2 separate regions of the Gossypium hirsutum genome follow, and region 1 is linked to region 2. The links are chromatin contacts, called in public Hi-C maps. All regions are on one chromosome and are shown on one strand. The core of a region is the stretch at or near the end of the contact, and the rest is flanking DNA. Distances in the headings are between cores, read along the strand shown. Region 1 has its middle 7.8 kb from the start of LOC107886139. Region 2 holds the start of LOC107886134 (NAP1-related protein 1).

Evidence for each region. Hi-C and Micro-C count contacts between places; a contact is called where the count stands out from the background.
Region 1: a contact with region 2 is called in a Hi-C map of leaf, with 1.7 times the contacts expected there. The contact joins the enhancer-like site here to the promoter of LOC107886134 in region 2. A contact is called at or near these places in 2 of 34 Hi-C or Micro-C datasets (hypocotyl and leaf).

The regions. Positions count from the first base shown.
Region 1 is chrA03:17,907,168-17,914,761 of Gossypium_hirsutum_v2.1, reverse strand. No RefSeq gene overlaps it. Among protein-coding and RNA genes, the nearest start is that of LOC107886139, 7.8 kb to the left of the region's middle. Within about 2 kb of position 4,806, at least 7 of the 9 cell types and tissues checked have an H3K27ac peak or open chromatin away from gene starts, as enhancers often do. A contact at or near this core is called in hypocotyl and leaf, where this site is marked.
Region 2 is chrA03:17,738,749-17,745,779 of Gossypium_hirsutum_v2.1, reverse strand. It overlaps LOC107886134 (NAP1-related protein 1), which reads left to right and starts at 4,212. Exons shown (of 11, transcript XM_041096649.1): 1 at 4,212-4,698; 2 at 5,340-5,462; 3 at 5,568-5,618; 4 at 5,789-5,860; 5 at 6,015-6,125; 6 at 6,214-6,275; 7 at 6,842-6,902; 8 at 6,989-7,031. The coding sequence starts at 4,570.

The DNA of each region.
Region 1 (7,594 bases), core at 3,557-6,056, 170 kb before region 2:
GCCTTTAGGGGTCAACATAGACTGCATGAAATAACTAGGAATCTCCAATAGAATCGATTGAGCTAAAGTAACTCTGCCAGCTAAGGATAATTTCCTTGCCTCCCAACTTTGTTACTTGCTATGAACCTTATCCACCACAATGCAATGTTCTATTAGTTACTTTTTCATGAAACAGAGGTACCCTCAGATAACTTTCAAGATTTTGAACTCTGTGAAAACCAATGATATGAAAAAGTTTACCACATAAATTAGCACTTACTCCTTTAGAGAAGCATACATTCGTCTTATTAGCATTAATCGTATGACCAGAATAATCACAAAAGCTGTCCAACACCTCTTTCAAAATGATGGCTTAATCCTCTTCCACTTGACCAAATGGAATAAGGTCATTTGCAAAGAAAAGGTGAGATAAAGAAGGACTTGATCAAGAAAGACATATAGGTCTCTATTTTCTAGAATGAATACTAGAATGGATACTATGACCGAGCCACTTCATGTAGAAAACAAAGAGATAATGTGACAATGGGCATCTTTGATGAACACATCTAGACGGACAAAATTTCTATGTCGATATATGTTTCCAAAGAATCTGCATAGCAGAGTTAGTGATAATACTCTAGAACGACATACTTTAATGTGTTAATTGTATATTTATTTTGAGTATGATCTTACTAATTTGGGCTATTTATGGTCTTTTATCTTTTTAGGGACTAAATTGAAGGCAAAACTAAATTTGGGGGCGAAAAGTGTGAATTTGGAGATAAAGTGGGCCAACATACGACATAGGAAAAAAATGTGGTGCCGAAATACAAGCATGGAAGACATAAGGACAAAAATGCAAAGAAGAGATATTTTATAAACACAAGACTCTATTTAATTTTTAATTATATTAGGATAATTGTTAGATATTATTATTTAGATTTTATTTTAGCTTTTATCTTTATTTATCTTTAATTATCTGTATTTATCTTTTAGAATTTAAGTAAGAAAGACTAGGTTTCCTAGGACTATAAATAGGGGATGGAATGACTCAAATTGGATATCATCTTTTCTGTAAACACTCCCTCCCAAAAAAAGCTTAGCCTTGTTCTTTTCTTTATTGAATAAAATTCCATTTTCTATTAAGTTTATTTCTTTTCCCAAAAGTATGAGCCACTAAATCCATCTAGCTAAAAGTTGTCAAAAAATCCCCAAAAAAGGTTCATAAGGCTTAGAATCTGCGCTTAGCCTTCTCAATGAGTATTCATCACTTCTCCGCATTACGGGGTTGACGCTTTCGTCCATGTCCCTTCAAAAGTGATCTTTCCAACTTGTGCAAGGAATGGCCGCTTTGTATATTTTAGGAAGGTTGCACAGTCGGTTCATTAGCTTACTAGCTTACTGCGTCAGTGGTTGTCGAGCCCAAGAGAAAATGGCATGGGATTCGTCATTGGGAAATGATGATCTAGTGTAAGACGGTCCCACATGAGCTACGGTTGGCTAGAGTTAGGTTCCTCTAAATTATAAGTCTAAACCCTAAGTGGAGCGGGTAGTCATAGACGTCCTCTTTCACCATAACTGGCTTATTCAGTTCAGGAAGGATCACCTAAAAGCCAAGGATTGAACTCAAGGAGGATCGAGACAACGGAGGATAAAATCTCGCCACATAAGAAACTCTCTCTTTTCCCAAACTCTATTTATTTTTATATTTTCTATTTTAAAATTTAACAATTTATTTAATTTCACAATTGTAATCAACTTTTAATTGTCTTTTTTATTCTGTCTTTTTATTTTTTTCCCCAAGTATGCAGGTTTTCTTGGGCATGATTCTGTTCGGGATATTATGAAATAAGACATTGTGCAAATCCAGCCTTTGAGGATTTAGCTCTACTTCCCTTATACTATTCTTTTTATTATTTCTATAGGGATATATTTGGTGCTTCAACGATGCATCAGTTAGTAATGAGAGACATAATTACATTACTGAGAAAGTTTGGAATACCTACAGCATGAAGGGAAGCTCTGATAAACTCCCAGTGTACTCGATTGTAGGCTTTCTCCAGATTAACCTTGATGGCCAACCATTTTCTAGTTTTCTTCTTAATTCTCATGGAATGGAATACCTCTTGTGAAATAATGATGTTACCTGTGATACTCCTTCCTGTGATAAACCTAGTTTGCTCTTGGCCAATAATTTTTGGAAAAACTAGTTTAAATCAATTTGCAATAATTTTCATCACCAACTTGTAAAGAACCGAACACAAACTAATCAGTCAAAACTAAGAGAAAAATTCAGGATTCTGAACCTTTGGGATGAAAACTAATAAGGTATTATTCAACTTCAGATTGATTTTCTCTCCAACAAAAATTCTCTTGACCCACGAGCAAACCAAATCCCCAAAACGATCCCATTAACTCTGAAAGAAAAAGGCATGAAATTCGTCACTCCCCGAAGACTTTAAAGGTCCCATATCAAACAAAACAACCTTTATCTCCTTATTCGAAACGGTTTACTTAAAAAATAAGCCTCATCATCTTTAAGCTTTAGAAACGAACTAGGGGGAATTCCCTCGTTATCACTTACTCCTCACCATACAAATTCTCGAAAAAATGAATCGTCTCATAACGCAGTTCTTCCTCATAAAAATCCAATCCTCTACCTTATTTTTTCAAGTCATGATCCAATTTTGATTTCTCCTTTTGAGTGTACACCTATGGAAGAATTTTGTATTGCGATCCCCCAAAGAAAGCCAATTACATCTTACCTTCTGTTTTCAGAGAAGTTCCTCATGATACAAGACCTGTTCCAGCTCCTTTCTAACCTTCAAATCCAGCTGTAATAAAGACTCAGAATGAGAATAATCTATATCCTTTAGAATATTGTCTAATTTTTGAATCGGTCTTTTTTTTCTAAAAACCAATGTGTTCATACACTTTTTTATTCCAGTCCTTACGATGACTCGTAAGGTTAGAAAGAGAATTGGACATAGAACCCGTGAATTTCCAATTCTTCTTAATAAACTCTGGAAAATAAACATGCTCAAATCCAACCTGCCAAAAAAGGAACAGTCTACCCAAAGGAGAATGGGTCTAAGGTTGAAAAGATATAAGAAGGGCCTTGTGATCTGACTTGATTCTTGGAAGATGAGTGATAGAACTGTTTGGGAATTTTACAAGCCATCTAATAGCTCTATCGAGATGCTAAAAAACACCACCCTTATGCCATATAAAGGATACACCTTTAAAACCCAAGTCATGTAACTCAGAGGAACCCATAAAATTCCCGAAGAAAGAACACCTTTTCCCATTAACTCGTCCACCCCTTTTTTCATTAGAGGCTAAAATTGCATTAAAATCTCTTACAACCATATAAGGGGAGTTGGAACACAGAATGGTCACTTTCAGAGCATCCTAAACTCCTTTGCGTTTGCGACTATCAGGGCTACCATAGACAAAGACAATATAAATCTGTCGCTGAAGAGTATTGTCAAAAACCTTAGTCAAAACAAATTAAGGATGGCTCCATATAATTTTCACTTAAACCTACTCCTTCCATCCGACCTAGATACCCTAAAAAACCTATTACTTGCACCCGATGAGAATTCTAAAAACTAAGACCAGCAATGACCGAATTAGCTTTACTACCACTAACTATTGTTTCTAAGAGGCCAACAATATTCGACTTGTACTCTTTATTATGCTCATGAAAAAACCGCAAAAACTTGTTGCTAGCACATCTTTGACAATTCCGCGAAAAAATAGATAAACTCATGAATATATAGAAAATTAAAAGAGGAAAAAAACGTTTCATATTACATGTCAGTTAGATACCTTCATTACATTTCCCGTCACTACTATGTCCCTCCTTTTTAGCCTCAAAATTAATTTGGGAGCTAATAAGTTTGGCCATAGAATTCATAGTATTTGCTAGAAGGACCCTCGCATTACCATAAATTTCAAAATGCCCATTCTTTCTCAAATTATCTTGCTGATGCCACCACTAGAATGAACAATACACTTAATTCCTGACCCCTTCCCTTTCGAAGACGCGGTCCATTTACCTCTTCCAACCATGATACCAGTTTCAAGAGGCTTGGCATGAATAATTCCTCCAATATCCTTGAAAGTGAAAGTCGAGTGATTTTTTGGATTAAGAAATTTACTATTTAAACCTACCACTAAATCAACCAACCTATCAAAAGTAGGGTTAAAGTGGGCATTTATACCCAATGAAACTGACCCCTCTTTAGAATTTAATAAAAATGGTTGAGAATCAGATTTTGGAACAGTGACCTTTTCATCCTTTCAATTTAATGCACTATTCGAACCAACTTGTTTCAAAAATTCTAAAAAATTCGCTTCACATACATCCTGGTCCTTGGAATTTTATGTCTGATTTTGTCCTACTATGACATCGTTGACTTGAAGTGAAGAAAAGGAAATTAAGTCAGATTTTATAACAAGTTTAATTGGGTCAGAAAGCTTACTTGGGCTTTCATGTGTGGGTCTTGAAAGGGTTCTCATCCGATTTAGTCCCACTAAGACTTCGTGGACCTGTTATGAAGAAGAGGAAATTAAGTCAGTTTTTAAAGCAATCTCAATTAGATCAGAAAGCTTATCTGGACTTTCGTGTGTGGGCCTTGAATGGGTTCTTATTTCTATTAAACCTGGCCCGTTACCCTCCATCACATCAACGTTACCAACAGGCCCAGAATTTCTACCATAAGACTGGCCCACTTTGCTTGAAACAAGCTACTCATTCCCTCATTTGTGAAAGTTTTCTTTCCTTTCTTTTTTTAAATTCTCCTTTCTAAGACATGACCCACGAAAATTCCTCCATTATCGCTCCATTCATGCCATCTCTAATCTTCGAAAAAATATTAAATCAGAAGCCCATCCCTTGTTTAGGTAATTTTTTTGTTGTTAGATTCTCATTACCCCTTGAATTATTCAGAGATTTTCTTTCAACAAACATCCGTGGGCCAAACGATTTCCATGACTCCTCCATCTTCTCCTTCTCCTTCTCTGGTAAGTCCACTATGACTACTTCTTTGGCCATTTCACCATTCATCACAGTTTCTTTAGAAAGGCAAAGATCACGCACGTGGCTATATCGGCCACACAAAAAGCAAACTACCAGTAGCGAATCGTACTCAATACATTGCACCGTGCCGTTGATCAAAACATGTGGTATGAGTGGTTTCTTTAGATTGATAAAAACTGCCATACAAGCAAACCGTCCTCTAGATCCACAATCTATTTTAAAGTCAAGTTTAGTCACCTTAACAATTAGACTGCCGATTTCTTCCCAAATTTTTCTCTTATAAAAGTTCCCTGGTAAACAAAGAAAACGAACCCAAGCCATGACATGATTCAGGAACGGCTGAAGGGGATTTAAATCTGGACTCCACAATTAAACGTGAGGTATTCTCCAAAGACAGTCCACGGCTCCTGAATGAATGCATTTTCATAATCGTCATTACTCTAAAATTTGACTAGATAATAGTTATTCTCAACATCCATGAGATGCAAGGGATGTGAAGGCTTCCAGATATTAAGGATTCCATTTTGCAGTGTGGAATTGGCTAAATTACATCCCAACAATTTCACCACCACCGTGGTTGCCATGTCTCTAATCAAAATCTGTTGGATTCTCTCAGAGAAAGTTGGTTGTGGAAACTCCACTAATCGTTGTCTCCGTGACATTTCCCTCTAATAACTCGAGAACCTCCTCTCCAGTAGAGCCATGAATTCCCTTTCTCAGCAATTTATCTTTCCATGACTCTATCAGCACTGGAGTCAAATCCGCAGCCATAAAACTATCAATATTTGTTGTGGGATCCTTAAAACGAACTTTTTTTGTATTACGATCTCATTCGAAGTATTGTTGGGTGTATAATAAAATATTTTAAAGGAGACTTTTCAATTTTGTAAAGATGCTTGTAGAATAAAAAAATTACACTGCCAATGTACCAAAGGAAATACTAACATTTCATATATATATATATTGTCAAAACAATTTTTGAAACTGTCGAATTTTTATTTTAAAACAAAAATGAGAGTCGTTACAAATCCTTTTTTATGAGGTATGATCGGGTCACCTCTTAAATTCAATCGTTATAATTTATTAAAACAATGTTTTTCAATCTACAAAATCCAAAAATGGGTTCGGGAGTCGGTTACGTACGAGGAAGGATTAGCACCCTCGTAACGCCCAAAATTGGTACCTAATTGATTAATTCATGTCTCAGTGTCAAAAGTTAAAAATTTGAAGATAGTTCAAAATATGATCCCTCTTTGTATTAATATTAATTTTACTTAAAAGGCGCTTGAATAAATCGAAACAAACGTTAAAGACCCTCTCGTCTCGTGATAGCAAGATGTCACATCCCGTAAGTTAGGACACGACATCTTTAACCTTTGAGAATAAGCTTGCCTTTATTTTTTTTATTTGAAATCTTATGTATTTTAATTCTAAAAAGATATTTGGTTATTTAGGTTCAATGAGAAAAATCAAAACCCCGTAAGTTAAGGTACGACTTCTGGAGTCACCAAATACGAAACATTGCCTTATTTCGAAAATTTTGAATAATAACAAGTGTAATATTTACGATGTGTATTTCTCTTATTCGGCGTATAATATAAAACGACCTATTATGGATAAATACATTTAAACGCAACATAATTTTAACGAAATGAGATAAAATGGTGATGTAGAAAACGGAACGATGATATACGAATGAAATGTCGCGTCGATAAATGATGATAATATAAATTATTGATAGAACATTTCATAATGCATGTAATGACAATAATCACATAATATATACTATTTTAACACTAATATGAACAATCAAAGAAAAATAAAATAAATAATAAAGTAAATAATAATGATAAAAAAATAATAATAATGACAAAATATGCACATGAAATGACAATACTAATTTTTAAACATAATAAAGAAAAGAAATAAATAAATAAATACATAAATGAATATTGAGGAAAATATTTTATAAAATATTGAAAATAAAGGATCAAATTTAAATATAAATAAAATTAAGGGTACACTTTGTACTAAAGTACATAAATAAATGATAATAATAGATAAAATAATATAATAATAGTGAGAAAAAAAAGAAAAAAAACAAAAAAACAAAAACAGAAAAACTAATAGATGTATAAATACAAATAAATAAATAAATACAAAGAAAAATAAAATGTAAAAGATCGAAAGTAAGGGACTAATCAGAATATAAACAAAATTTAAAGTAAAAATCATAATAAATTAAATAAATTAAACAATAAAATAAAGTAAAGGATTAAAATCAAATGCGCAAAAACAAGCGGGGACTAAATAAGAAATTAGCCCCATCCCTAGGACACATGTCATTTCCTCTGCAGATCAACGAACTGGGGACTAAATTGAAGCACACGAAAAAATCAATGGCCAAATTTAAAAATTCAAAAAGGTGAAAAAGGGCTAAACTGAAGCGTATCGCAAAAGCGGAAGGGTTGATCGCGTAAATATACCAAAAGTTGAAAACACACGGATCCTCTGAGCAGATCGGGTCAAGGTGCGGGTTGAGGGAAAAACGACGCCGTTTTGGCGTCTGAA
Region 2 (7,031 bases), core at 2,963-5,462:
AACCAATTTCAAAGGCTTCGTACAAAATGATTAGTTTGATACTATAATTAGTATTTTAAACCTAGACAATTATGACACGTAACAAAATAACTAAGTCTGCTATACATGCCATATTTCAAAATGTTGAGTTCAAATACCAAGAGTATTGATAGTGCGGGCGGATCTTCAATGATCTCTAACTCCTGTGCTAGCTAGATGACACTATAAGACAAATGAGAGAAAAGAAAGTAAGCTTATAGCTTAGTAAGTAAGTATATAAATAACAAATAAGGAATCTAATATGTTTACAACATAACTCAATTATATCATATTTTTAATTTTACTATTTACTCCGATTTGATCAAGCTGTCCCTCCTGCGTCATGATTACTAAATAAATCATAACTCGAGTTACGAAACTCAAAATTCAAATATGTAAAATTTCCCTGAATCTAGACTCATAAATATTCTTACTAAATTTTTTCTAGAGTTTTTGGTTCAGCCAATTAGTACAGTTTATTAGTTTAAGTTTCCCCTGTTACATAGCTCAACTGATCTGACCTCTGTTCACTACGAATTGAATTTCTCTCAGTACACAATTCAAATAACCATGAAACCTATTTCATTTAAAACTAGACTAAATAAGGAATTTAGGAATATAAACTATATTTATTATTGTGTTTTGTACAATTTTTAATGATTTTTCAAAGTTGGAACAGGGGATCACATAGTCATCCTGAGCAAGTCACACACAATTGTAAATATCTCAAAATATAGAATTCCTTTGCTTGCTCTATTTCTTTTATATGAAAATAGACTCATTAAGATTTAATTTAACATTTCATTCAACCTCTAATTAAATTCCTTCTATTTTTGGTGATTTTTCAAAATCATGTCACTGCTACTGTCCAAAACAGTTTTAGTGCTAATTTCACTCTTTCACACATTCTTTGTACTAACCTCATTTTAACTTATATATATATCACAAATCATTTTCACCACATTTCACACATCGCGAGTATAGGCCCATGATTACAATGTCACCATAAAGCCATCCCGTTGAACAATTCGGATTAATCCTCGATACTTGATGGTTTCAGCACACAGCCCCACCATCATATTTCATTTAATTCGGCTCTCTTGTACACATGGTGAACACTTAGTACCACTCATGCGACCTAGACAATTTGTCTCGTAGCTTTCTTGTCTACATGGTGTTCTTCACTTGGAATCACGCATGCGACCTAGCTATATTTATCTCTCTCGTAGCTCTCTTGTCTACATGGGATACATCCCGTATCACACATGTGACCTAGCTACTACATAGTATCTCGTAGCTTTCTTGTACACATGATGTGCACTCAGCATCATACATGTGACCTAGCTACGCTCCCTCTATTTTATTCGATCTTTCCGAATGTTCAATCGGGATCTCTCTCTCTATTACTTATTTCCATTCTTCCAATAGTCGATTTATACTTCAACATCAGCTAGTATATATATATAATAGGCTGAAATATAAGAATTTAAATGAAATTAATGTATTATTTACATACAAACTTACCTCGGTGCAAAATATGAGAATTTTGCAATTTAGTCCAAAACTTTCTTCTTCCCCCGTTCGAGGTCGATTCCACGTCTTTCTTGATCTATAACAACATATTTAGCTCATTTAACACTCGAACTATTTATTTTAATCCAAAAATCACATTATACAAAAATTACATTTTTGCCCCCTAACTTTTACAAAATTACGATTTTTCCCCAAGGCTCGGAAATTTAATTTCAGCCCTTATTCTTATGTTTAATGACCTACTGATCATTTTTCTCTTCTATGGAAACATCAAATTCTCACTCTGACACATAGTTATGAACAATAGGTATTTTTATCGATTATGCCGTTTTGCTCGTTTTCGCTAAAAATTGCATAGAAAATATCGTTCTCCTAACTTCAAACATTCATATTCTACCATAAAACAACAAAATACATGCCTATCATTCATGCATAAATTTTTAAACATAAACCCTAACTCGAAATAATGGTAGAAATAGGTAAACCGAGCTACGAGGATTTCAAAAATGTGAAGAACATTAAAAACGGGGCTTGAAATCACTTACTATGAAGCTTGAAAGTTGAAGAAACCCTAGCTATGGATGAGAGAAAATTTCGGCAGCAACTAGTGAAGATGATGACCAATTTTGTGTTATTTTTCCCATTTTATTTCATTTAATATACAAATGACCAAAATGCCCGTACTACTAAACTTTCCAAAAATTCCCTCCATGTCCAACTTTTGTCCATAACTTAGGAATTGGTCAAATTGCTATTTAAGACCTCCTAGTTAATATCCCAAAGCAATTTCATACTAAAAACTTCTAAAACACGAGTTTTACAATTTATTCGGTTTAGTCCCTAATCTCAACTTAAGCGCTCAATGCATAGAATTTCATCACGAAATTTTCATGAAATTATGAAATCATATCATAAACCCAAAATAATTATAAAATAATTATTTCTATCTCGGATTTGTGGTCACGAAACCACTATTCTGATTAGGCCCTAATTCGGGTTGTCACAAAGAAACCACCTATCGACATCTTATCCGGTTGCGTTGCCTGACAAAGCTCCCAGTATAACGTCGAAACACGAAAAATCCCCAAATTAGTTTTGCGCATTCACTGAAGTCAATTAGATGTAGAAGCCAACTTACATGCACCAAATTTCTAGATTTATCGGGCATTAAAATGCCCCAAATTAACCTCATGATGAATGCTTGGGCGTACTGCTGTATGACCTTCTCTGTTGCGCCGTTGGGAAGCCTATCGAAAATTTTCTTCAACCAATTGATCGATATCCGACCATTTTTAAACTTGATCGGGACCTTCCCAACATTTCCATGCAAATGTCCACTCTTTCCCAAACCACCGTTGATCCCGTGATGACTGACCCATCCACCAGCAGATTGAGCTGTAACGCTATGTTCTTGAGTGTGATTGTACACTCACCACATAGAAGGTGGAAAGTGTGTGTTTTTGGCCTCTATCTTTCTACCAACATGCTAATTATTATGGGATCGAGTTTGCAGCTTCCTTGTATGCGAGACGCATGCAAGAATCCAAGCTCTTGCAGGTACCCATGAATTTCAGGGATCGGAGGCTCCCCCGTATTATGTATGAACGTCTCTAGCACACGATCGTCCGCTTATTTATAACATAAAAAATTATTTAGATTTATAAAAAAATTTTAGCATAATTAGAAATATCGAGAATTTAAAAATAATGAATTACCGTTACTATTTAGGCGGTGGAAATATGGTTGTCACCGAAGCTGATTAGAGAGGCGTTCATTCTCGAGAAATTGATTTGAACGAGTAAAATATGATATAATTAAAAAAACAGTATTTTTAAATGAAGATATAAATAAATTTTGAATAAAAAGCTTGAGAGAGTTGAGAGAGTTTGAGAGAAGGATGTGAATGAAAAAAAAATTGGGAGGAATTTATAGGTTAAAAAAAGTTATTGTTAGGTTTTAAATTTTTTTACTGTTTGACGCAACAACGGTCAAAAAACCGTTGCAGTTTACCATTGAGGGAAAGCACATCCAACTGGGCTTGCTTTCACCTTTTCTCTCCTAAAACCAGTCTATTTCCTTAATTAATGTTAAAATTAGCCTAAAGGCCTAATTAAAAAAATTGGCCTATAATCCTTATTCAGCTGGAAAAATGTGTTTTAGATTTATGATTTTATTGATTTTTAATTGATTAAAGGAGCAGAGAAGAAAAGATGACACGAAAAGTTGAGAATGTGAAAAAGGCACTGTTCTAGAGATTTTTTCCCTCAAAAATAGAATTGATATAATTAACTTTAAGTCCCTTGAATTGCTTGAATAAAAAAATAACTTTACGTACAATGACACGTGAAATCTTATCATTGAATCACGTGTCTCAATAGGTTAAAAACCTATCACTGTTTATCAAAAGTAAAAATAAGTTTTTTTAAAAAATTTAGGTAATACATTAGAAGATTTGTTAAAATTTTGATACCAAATATTATCCTTATAATTCTAAATTTAAATATAATAATAAAATATAAAGATTTGAAAGGTTAAAAATTAAATAAAAGTAAAGTGACATTAGTTTTTTTTTATATATTTATACAAAGATATCAAAGTTTTGTAATGTAAACTAACCAGCCTTATCTATGGACACAGTGGGTTGAAGTACTACCTACCGCAAGGCACGCAGAAAGATTCTGTTTCCGAACATCAGAACTCAAAAACATCGGAATCCATCCTTGAATTACCCTTACTACCCCCAATATCTCACAATTAAATGACCTTAGTACCCTTAAATTACAGGTGTCAGCTCCCAACTGAATAGGTATAAACTCCCAAAACCCTAACATTCTCTACTCTTTCTCTCTCTCTCACTCACTCGCTCGCTTTTGTCCCCGTAGATATCAGAGGGAAAACACACACAAAAAAAAAAACTAGGGTTTTAAAGAGAAAGGGAGCAAAAGTGAGAGAGAAGAGAGAAGAGGCGGAAATTTTTAGGATTAGGGTTCTATTATATTGTTCTCTAGGGTTTAGAAAATGGTGGCCGACAAAGGAAAGAAGATGAAAGTAGCAGAGAAAGTAGAGGAAGAGAACCATGATCAAATAGATGGAGACCTCGTCATTTCCATCGAGAAGCTTCAAGAGATCCAAGACGAGCTTGAGAAGGTCCATTTTTATCTACATACCGCTTTTTCATTTATATAATGCGTGTATATGCTGATTTCCTTTTTCTTCTCCTTTCTCCCTTGTTTAAGGTGTATGAGCTGGAAAATTAGCAAATTTTAGAATTTTTTAAATAAAAAATTTGGATTTCCTTGTGTTTTTTATGGTATAATGTTAATTGAATGATGTTTTAAGTGTCAAAGTATTGAATTTGCTGTAATTTCAATTGCGGGTCGATGAAATAAATGTTCAAAATTTTCTTCTCTGGTCGTTAATATTTGTACTTTATCGGCTTTGTATGCTGTTTTTATGTCGGGTTCATCTGAATTATTGTGCTAAGCTTTGTTTTATATGTATATTTATTTGGTGATCTAATTTTGATTGTTAATTCTTGCATCTGATAATCTTTGTAGTATGATTGAGTCCATTAATGTTTTCTTCCGTGTATCTAAGTTTCCCCTAGCTTTGTTAAGCACGATTTTGTTTTCTTCTTTTCTTTGTGAAGTTACTTTGGATTATTATGTCTTATTACGAGGCAGGTGATTTAATGTGGCTATGCTTGCTTACAAGCGTACCGATGATGTGGTAAATGTCACGTGGTGTTTCTGATTTTAAGTTTTTCGGTGCTGTTTTTTTGGTTTTAGATCAATGAAGAGGCAAGTGAGAAAGTCTTGGAAGTGGAGCAGAAATACAATGAAGTTCGCAAACCGGTCTATGATAAGCGGAATGAAATCATCAATTCAATTCCTGATTTCTGGTTAACAGCTGTAAGTTATTCTGTTCTTCCCTTTTTCAATATGGTGAACAATTTGTTAAATTTGTTTACATGTTCAGAAGAACATATTGAATTGACTTGCATTCTTCGTGTGCAGTTCTTGAGCCATCCTGCTCTTGGTGATCTTTTGACTGAAGAGGATCAGAAGGTTTAATGTCACTTCTTTCCCAAAATGAACTTATCATTTTGCGCTTATTTTACTTTCCAACATTGATTTTTGATTTTATTTTTTATAGATGTTTCTTAATGTTTGCCTGAATTTTGTGAATTCTTTCTTATTTATTAATCTTCTTCTTTTCAATTATTATTTCTTGGTAGATATTCAAATATATTAACTCACTTGAAGTGGAGGATTTTAAAGATCTGAAATCTGGATACACTATCACATTTGTAAGTTCATTCATATTCCTATTCTTACCTTATTTTTGGTGACTGAAGTTGCTCTTAATTTCATTTGCTTGCATTGAACTACTGTTAGAATAAACATAATTCATACTCTAATATATCTGATGATTTGTTGACCGGCTTTATTATAATTTTTCAGAATTTCAATTCCAATCCGTACTTTGAAAATACAAGGCTTACGAAGACCTTTACCTTCCTTGATGATGGAACCAAAATTACTGCTACCCCAATCAAGTGGAAAGAGGGCAAGGTCAGACCTTCTCTTTTGATGACTATCCTGCTTCTTGTTTTATGTTTTCCTTGGATATCATATGAAATTATTTTCCTTAAATGTTAAGGGCTTGCCAAATGGAGTTAATCATGAGAAAAAAGGAAACAAGCGACAACTTGCTGAAGAAAGGTTTGTTTATCATGCCCATCAGTCAATTTTTCTCAGGCTTAGGACTTGAGTAACATAAAACTTGAGATCAGTTTATTAATATCTCCATCAATCCATGCTGTGAAATGCAGTCACTTTGTCTGGTGTGCTATGTTATAAGAGTTGGATTGGTGGTTGGACTGGTCAGACAGCTGGTTCCTAGTCCAACCAGTTGAGCAATAGTTAAATAAATAATAAAAGTATATAAAAAAAAAAAAAACGATTGGACTGCCTTTTTCTGGTCATGGTTCCCAGTTTTCTTTCCGGTTCATAGCAGTTTGCTCTATTCGTGGTTATATATCATTGTCAAACTGGTTGGACCACTGGTTTCCGGTTCAACCGGCTGGTCCAGTCCGGTTCTGACAATATTGGTGGTGTTTTTATAACTGCTATGTATTTATATATATATGCATGTATATATTTGAAATTTCTTATAATATGTTGTGAAGTTCATATGCATTTATGCCACTTGTACTTGATCCTTCATTTCTGAGTCACTCCGCAAACCAATTCTGTATTATGCTAAATTTTATCAACATATAACGCAGCTTCTTTGCCTGGTTTGCTGATGCTCAGCAAAAAGATGACATGGATGAAATTCATGATGAAGTAAATTCTCTGTGCATGTACTATCAGTTTATTTTACTCATTCTGTAACAGAGCTGGTCTAAGCTTTCACTTGATGAATGTTGCAGGTAGCAGAGATTATCAAGGAGGATTTATGGCCCAATCCTCTCA